Linked DNA regions of Hordeum vulgare: region 1 is linked to region 2. The links are chromatin contacts, called in public Hi-C maps. All regions are on one chromosome and are shown on one strand. The core of a region is the stretch at or near the end of the contact, and the rest is flanking DNA. Distances in the headings are between cores, read along the strand shown.

Evidence for each region. Hi-C and Micro-C count contacts between places; a contact is called where the count stands out from the background.
Region 1: a contact with region 2 is called in a Hi-C map of leaf, with 2.7 times the contacts expected there. The contact joins the enhancer-like site here to the promoter of LOC123427480 in region 2. A contact is called at or near these places in 3 of 6 Hi-C or Micro-C datasets (leaf and seedling) and 1 of 1 datasets of contacts at active chromatin or transcription factors (embryo).

What each region holds. Positions count from the first base shown.
Region 1 is chr2H:587,452,409-587,456,684 of MorexV3_pseudomolecules_assembly, reverse strand. No RefSeq gene overlaps it. Among protein-coding and RNA genes, the nearest start is that of LOC123427482, 110 kb to the left of the region's middle. Within about 2 kb of position 2,979, at least 3 of the 3 cell types and tissues checked have open chromatin away from gene starts, as enhancers often do. A contact at or near this core is called in leaf and seedling, where this site is marked.
Region 2 is chr2H:587,286,167-587,290,381 of MorexV3_pseudomolecules_assembly, reverse strand. LOC123427480 (dof zinc finger protein 1-like) reads left to right here and starts at 1,252. Exons shown (of 2, transcript XM_045111538.1): 1 at 1,252-1,574; 2 at 2,421-3,840. The coding sequence starts at 1,551. The coding sequence ends at 3,539. LOC123427481 (a long non-coding RNA gene) reads right to left here and starts at 1,462. Exons shown (of 2, transcript XR_006622402.1): 1 at 1,371-1,462; 2 at 689-1,256.

The sequences.
Region 1 (4,276 bases), core at 1,730-4,229, 160 kb before region 2:
CCAAATGGGCTGAAATTTCACGAGGAATTTGTATTGAATAAATAAGAAATATTGGAGAAAAGAAGTACTAGAGGGGGGGTTGCGAGGTGGCCACTAGGCACCAGGGCACGCCAGCCCCCTAGCGCGACTTGGTGGGTAGTGGGCCACCCAACCCACTTCTCGCGACCATCTTGTGGTATATATTCACTTTTGACCTGAAATAATCAGGAGAGGACTTTCGGTACGGAGCGCCGCCGTCCGGAGGCGGAACTTGGGTATGAGCACTTTTGCCCTCCGACGGGGGAACTTCCCTTCCGGAGGGGAAAATCGAGTTCATCATCATCACCAACAACCCTCTCATCTTGGGGAGGCCAATCTTCATCAACATCTTCAACAACACCATCTCCTCTCAAAACCCTAGTTCATATCTTGTGCTCAATCTTGTACCGGAAGCTCAGATTGGTAGTGGGGGCGATAAGTAGTGTTGATTACATCTTGTAGTTGATGCTTTGTGGTTTATTTGATGGAAGATCATATGTACATATCCAATATGCTATTTAATACCTCTCTGATCCTGAGCATGCAAGAAGTCATGTTGCAAGTAGTCATGTGAAGTTGATATTCGTTCGTTATTTTGATGATAAATGGTGTGATTCCCTTAGTGGTGTTATGTGAACGTCGACTACATAACACTTCACCATCTTTGGGACCAAGGGAATGTGTTGTGGAGTAGTCATTAGATGATGGGTTGCGAGAGTGACATAAACTTAAACCCTAGTTTATGCGTTATTTCATAATGGGCTGACTTGGATCCCCATGTTTAATGCTATGGTTAGAATCTATTCTTAATACTTTTCTCGTAGCTGCGGATGCTTGCGGGAGGGTTAATCAAAAGTGGGAGGCTTGTTCAAGTAAGAACATCACCCAAGCACTGGTCCACACACATATCAAATTATCAAAGTACCGAACGCAAATCAACCCGACATGACGAAAATGACTAGATGAAATTCTCGTGTGTCCTCAAGAACGCTTTGCCTATTATAAGAAACCGTTACGGCCTGTCCTTTGCCACAAAAGGATTGGGCTTCCTTGCTGCACTTATTGTTACTATTGCTACTCGTTACTTGTTAAAATTATCTTTTTATCAAACAACTGGTTACCGCTATTTCAGTGCTTTCATAAATTACCTTGCTGAAAACCACTTGTCATTCCCTTCTGCTCCTCGTTGGGTTCGACACTCTTACTTATCGAAAGGACTACGATTGATCCCCCATGCTTATGGGTCATCAAGCATCTCTATGCACATGAATTGTATACTAGCAAAGGATATGTGTCCGCATAACCTTAACAACTAGGGACTATTAGAACAATCATCATACATATATAGTCTCACAAATAAGTCACATACTTATTGGTACATATCACCGATGATGCGCAAGGACAATACAAAATATTAATGAATACACAGGAAATGAAATCATCACATGATTGCCTCTGGGGCATATCTCCAACACCATCTGAACGACTCCTCTGGTAGGAACTATCGTAGGACTCCACACAAGCTATTCAATCTCAGGCACTCCAGCCTTAGAGTTACTATTGAGAGGGTCTTTGGAGCTCTAAAGAACAGGTTTAAGATCCTATATCAGAAGCCATGCACATTTTCCACACTCGGGTTAAGCTTCTTCTTGCTTGTCGCATTCTGCATAACTGGATCATGCAATGGCCTTGTGATGAACTAGTGTCCGACGAGGAAGATGTGACGCGTGCGATGTTGTTAGCTGCGACCATGGTGTGGAGGCATTTGACAACGAAAACTAAATAAACAAAAGGATGGAGTGGGCACAAACAATGTGAGATAATGGGGGTAAGACAAGGATCCGAAGAAGAAGATGAAGAGCATCAGCAGAGGAAGTGGAAGAAGCAGCAACAGAAGAAGATGAAGATGAAGAAGATGGACTTCAATCTAGTTAGTACCGATTATGAACTTTTTCCTATTCTGCCATATGACTCTTAATAATGTGTACTCCATTTGATTATATCTAGAATGAATTGTAACTTGTTTTGTAGTTAGGAATGAATCTATGTTCAGATCGTGTGTGGTAAGGTCTCCATTAGTAAAAAATGATGACAACACCTTGTGCGGGTTGCAATCAAACAGTATGTCCTGTCCGCGTTTACTGCAACGCGATTAATCAAACGCCGGATCAAAATTAGTTTCCTCGTGCATCTAGCCTAGATGCAGACAAGTAAACTATGTAGAGTGACGATTTTTAGGATGTTTCTTCTAAGCGTGGCAAATCAGAAAATAAAAAATCGATGCAACTAACCAAACACGCCCGTACTGCTTCAGCAGATCACTTATTTATTCAAACAAAAAATGGGCCGATGCATCATCAATCCATGCCACGGCGACGGCGGCTCCCACATCTTTTGTTCGGAACCGGCCTTGTGAGTATCCCATCTTCATGAAACCAGCTTGACTGCGGTTCGACGGTCACGCGTGACCAAACGCCAGTTTTATAGCAGCATACGTACGTCGGTACGTCCCAACGGGATCGGGACAGGAAGAGAACAAAACGCGCCGTTGTCCCGTTCCCAGTTCGATCATTCCGCAAGTTGCTGCCACGGGAGACCCCAAATATTCTCCTGGATCGCAACGCCCCAAGCAGCTAGAGACAAGGCCAACAAAAGCGAGAGCGGGGAGGAGGAAGAGGACGAAGTGTGTGGTGAGCGGGCATGCCCGATGACCGATTTTCTACTACTAATAATCACTTCACTTGTAAAGGGTGCTCTGTGAGATGTCGCGAGCGACGTGCTATTAAAATTAAACTAGGATGGGGGTTCGATTGATTGAAAGCTGCAGTCGGCCTGCCTGCCCGTGAAGCCGAGAGGATCGTGGAATTCCATTCCCGGCGGATCACGGATATATCAGGGGCGTTGGATTCTTGCGAGCGGGAGCGTCCATCCGGCTGCGTGCGTGCGGCCCACGTCTGGTTGCCGCGTGGAGTTGACATGAGACGGGGACCTCCTCTCGGCGTTTCATACTCTGCTTATTACTGTCTTAACCACTGATTTATCTATATCTATACCATTATATAGTGTATCGATTTTGAATGGATCCAGAGCATGAATCCTGATCGTTGGTATCCTCAATCTAACGGTTCAAAGCAATGGAATTCGCATGAACAGTACCAATCAGCTCCCTCCAATGTATTCCAGAACCAACGCATTATAAAAAGGTGCATGCCGCTCAGGCAATGCTGCGGTCAGTAGAGGACATGCTGAGCGGCTTGAGATGGTTCTAGAAAGAGAAAAAAACTTAAATTAAACAATTAATGATTCTGGACCCTGCTGGTTATTTTCCTTTGTTTTTTATTACAACTCTATCACCAATCAATAGGAATTACACTCCTCTAATATTTCTTTTTTACAATGATAATATTCCTTGTTGCATTCATACATATAGTGTATTATTCTGCAAATCTATTTACAGCATAGCCTAATGATGTTTTTCTTTCACCAAAAGCGCTTATGTTAACGTGCATCGCACGTGCGTACATACTAGTATATGGGAGTATTACAGTGCGATTCTTGGAACTCCTGTCTCCCTGTTCTGTTTGAATCGGTCAATGATAAGCCTGAGTAGCTGTTTGCCCTATGCAGGCACAGCATAGTGGTCTGCCCGCAAGGCGCAAGGGGCCAAGAACAAGAAGAAGAACAAGGAGGTGATCTGGAGCCCGCATGCAACACATGCATGGCGTACTTCTTGTCGTAAAAAGTTGGCCACTTATCCCGCGCGATGGGATCGGCTGGCAAATTAGGCGGACGTTGGTGTTGGATCTGCGTGCTGGATTTCAGTGATCCCGCGCCAAATCTTTCGACCATGCTAGCACTAGCACTAGCACACCAAGTTTTATATACGTCGGCCTTTGATATTGCACCTGCCCCTGCATGCTGCCCACTACCCAAGAGTTCTAAAGATAGTTTTTATTTTTTGCGAGATAGCTCTAAAGATAGTTAGTTACCCAACAACCTGTTAGTCAAGTAGGTTGCACTCTACAAATGTCCTCCGTCATGATGAAACAGCTCAGGATCATCTGGGAAAAACGTGTTAAATAGAGATTACAATATAAACAATGCATGGTGGTAGCTACCACTGTTTTTAAAGATTTCACTAGAAAGCTACATACAGATCAAAATAAGTGAATCTATACTGTAAAATATGTTTATATATACATCCGTATGTAATTTTCTAGTAAAATATTTTAAACGTGTTATATTTAGGAACGGAGGG
Region 2 (4,215 bases), core at 3-2,502:
GCACTGGGTGCACTGAGTTAGTAGGTTAGTCCAAATATGTGTAAAAAGGTATGAAAGTGTAGCAAAATATATAACTGATAAATTTTACAGTAATATGTGGCGTAATCAAACGGTTTCTCTATATTGTGAATACTGCAAAAAATATTGTTATATTAAAATCATGGTATTTTTTATCTACACGTAAAATTACTGCAGTTTTTAATACTTTAGTTTTTTTACTACTTTGTTATCAAACAGGGCCTTAGTGGGATGACCTGACCAGAGAAGGAATGCAGATTTCCCTCCCTAAATATGAAGGATCGTCGTACGTAGGCCTCAAACACATGGGGGCACAAGGACAATTGTATCGCACAACAACGTTGCAGCTTAAGTGAGATTCGGTTATTGAAGTCCACTACTTTAGCCCAAGTTTGTTCGTATGGAATGCATGCAAGTTTGATTTGGAAGAGTGGGCATGCGAAAAAGAAAACAACATAAAATTGGAATCTCATGATATCATCTTCCATTGATTCTAAAAAAAACTAGAGTTATGAAAACCTAAATTCAAAAGAAGTCATGATGAGCAAACACGGTCTAATTTTGACCGATGGTGGAAAATTAAGGTTCGGGCAAGGCTGGTGCAGAAAACCTCTCAACACTTCATCCCACGTGCTCGCTAACGTGGTAAATTCGACGGTGGGATGTTTTGTGGCATATTTATAGTTTTCATTCCTAATTATAATACAGAGTCTATCTTAATTGGCCATATAAATCTTCACAGGCATATGGTCGAGTACAATTTGTTTCTTGAGGTAGAATTCTTATGCACATGTATACAAAATTTGTAGCCACGGCCGACGGCAACATGGGTGGTTCGGTCGCTGCGGCGTTGAAACGAATTATCCTGTAGACTGAAAACAAAGGGGCAGGTGCACTGTCGCGTAATAGAAAGGAAAAGAAGTAAAGGTTGCACCACACAGTGACGGCCGGGGAATTTAGAACGCCGTGTTGCCGGCACGTGCGAGCGCTTGGCCCCCACCAAACCGCCATTCTCAGGGCTTCCTCCCTTGGTGCTGCGTCGTGCGGTGCCTTCCCTTACAATGGTCGATGGAATCTCGGCCGGTTGACCGCCCACTCCCACAGCCCCCGGCCTCCGATCGAGCAAGAACGCAGCCCCTCCTCCTCCACCTCCACCTCCCCATCCGCTTCCTCCCCTCGCAGTCGCGCATCGATCGATCTGCGCTCCAGCCCCCCTCCCCTTGCCGAGTTTCCGGCAGCTGTGAGAGGCATATGGAAATATTAAAAAAAAAGAAGAGGGAATCCACTACTAGCCTAGCTATTTGAGCAAAACGTATGTGGGTTGCAGACATAGGAGGGACAATTCCACTCACTGGCCAACCGCAGCGCCTTCCTCCTCCTGCTCTCTCCCCTCCGCTCAAGAAATCCACCGGAAGCAAGCAAGCAGCAGGAGAGGAGCTCCTCTTCGTCGTCCTGCCGGCCGTCGTCTTCCTCCTCGTCTTCATCAGATTTCCGGAGCAAGAATTGTTTGGGCGGTTAGCCAAGGTCCTTGCATGGATGCAGCCCACTGGCCCCAGGTAAATCTCTTTGTGTGAGTTTGGCTTTTGTTCCCCTTGATCTTGCCGCTGTCTGTTCATCCTCCTCTCCGTGTCATGGTTCTTGGTGTGTGCGCGCTTTCTTTGATGAGACCATGATCTCTCTGTGTGTGGGTATCCTCTTGGGTCTTGTTCTTCCTTTATATGTTATGCTTTGTGTAGATCTATGCATCTGGAGCATAATCAGCACCCCCCTCTCTCTTCTCCATAGGCTTTAAGGTGAAGGTGAGCCCCCGGTGGCTGGCTTTAATCCTCTGCTGCCCTCCCCCTTTTGATCCGATCCATGAAAGCACACACCATCACCTTTCTTTTCCCCTCTTTCTAATCCCCCTTTCCTCACCATCATCCTTTTTATCCCCTCACCTCACCTCCCCCCTTCCTTTCTCATAGCTTTTCTTCTCTCTCCTTGCCTTGCATCAAAAGAGGAGAGGAGCAGCCATGTCCTGGTGATGTGTGGCAGTACTACAACCCTACAACAGCACAAGCAAAGTTGTGTTTTTGTGTGGTGGTGTGTTTCTCTTTCATCTTTTCTTCTTCTTCCCCTTATCACCTTTTCCTTTGCCTTTCCTGCTGCCTCTAATCTCCCCTTTGTATCCTTTTGCTTGGTTCTTAGTTGCACCGTAGAGATTCTTGACACCCCCACCCCCACAGGCCACAGCCTCCCCCCTTACCAGTGCATGCTCACCGCATGCTGTTTTTCTTCACTTTGTTCTTGCTTGCTCTAGGTGTTAGCTGGCTTGGCATGTAGTAGTGTCTTGTGTTGATCATCGTCTATTCTCAACTTGTGATTGATCAAGTGCTGCACTATGCGTGTATCTGTATCCTCAGGGGCTAGGGCTGGTGAAGCCCATGGAGGAGATGCTGATGGGAGCACCGAGCGCCAACCAGGTGCAAGGGTCCAATCCGAATGCACCGGCGCAGGCGCCGTCGTCGGCGCCTGGGGCTGCGGGCGCCATGAGAGGTGCCCCGCCGGCCATGGCAGTGGCAGTCTCCGGAGTTGGGGCGGGTAGCACGGAGCGGCGGCCGCGGCCGCAGAAGGAGAAGGCGATCAACTGCCCGCGGTGCAACTCCACCAACACCAAGTTCTGCTACTACAATAACTACAGCCTCCAGCAGCCGCGCTACTTCTGCAAGACGTGCCGCCGGTACTGGACCGAGGGCGGCTCGCTGCGCAACGTCCCCGTCGGCGGCGGCTCCCGCAAGAACAAGAGGTCGTCGTCGTCGTCTTCCGCGTCCGCGTCGGCGGCCGCCTCGGCGACCGCGTCCGCCGCGAACTCGTCCATGCTCGGGGCGGCGCCAAACAAGAACCCGAAGCTGGCGCACGAGGGCGCCGCGCACGACCTGAACCTCGCGTTCCCGCACCACCAAGGCGGGATGCAGGCGCAGGCCGACTACATGGCGTTCCCGAGCCTGGAGAGCAGCAGCATGTGCAACCCGGGCGGCGGCGGTATGGCGGGCAATGGCGCCCGGGCCAGTGGTGCGCTCTCCGCGATGGAGCTTCTCCGGAGCACCGGCTGCTATATGCCGCTGCAGATGCCGATGCAGATGCCCGGAGACTACGGCGCCGCGGGGTTCTCGCTCGGAGAGTTCCGCGCGCCGCCGCCGCCGCCGCAGTCGCAGTCCCAGAGCTTGATGGGCTTCTCTCTGGACGCGCACGGTCCGGTGGGAGGGGCTTCCTCGGCGGGGTACGGCTCCAGCGCCGCGATGCAAGGGATGCAAGATAGGGCGAGCAGGTTGCTATTCGCGTTCGAGGACTTGAAGCCGACGGCCAGCTCTGGTGGCGCCGGTGGCGGTGAGAGCGGTGGTGGGTCTGGCGGCGCCGCGGATGGCGGCGGGCATCAGTTCGAGCAAGGAAACAAGGAGCAACAAGGCAATGGCACCCCCGTTGGGCAGCCCGACACGCCGGGGTTCTGGAACGGCATGATCGGCGGCGGCGGCACCTGGTAACGTGGCGATGCGCACGGTGGCGCCCATGCATATGCATGGCTCATGCGATCGGAGCGTCGGCTGTGCATGCATGCGCTTCCAAGTTGCAACTGGAGATAGGGCACAAAGGTTTAATAAGATGGTGGTGGCATTGGTGGATATGGTGTTTGATAGTATCTTTCTTTCTTTCTTTCTTTCTGGTGTTCTTCTTCTTCCTTCTGTTCTAAGCTGTTCATTTGTGTTTGCTTATCGACTTGGGGGCTAGCTAGCTCTAACACATAAGATCAGAGTACACGACATTTAAACTATGCTGATCTGTTAATATGTGTGAAGCTTCTTTTTAGGCTGGCTTGGAGTTAGCTAGCTAGGCCTCGGTACGGTACATACCTGGTACAATGGCGCATGTGGTCGTGGTGTGGTTCCTTTGGTTTGCAGGGCCAACTTTAGGGGACTTGCGGCAGTGGGGGAGAGGACCGAGCTACAGTTTGTTTGGTGGTAACAACAACGCATGCATGCATGCGGTGTTTCAGCTTTGTGTGTAGATGCAGATCGTTTGGGGACCGAGACTTGCAAGTTTGTAACTTTGTACTTATATTATTGGTTACAATGAGTACGAGTACCATTATCTTTGTTTTCCTATATATATACAAGTCCCCCTTCATCATTGGGCTAGCTTTATTGGTTTATGCATATGCAT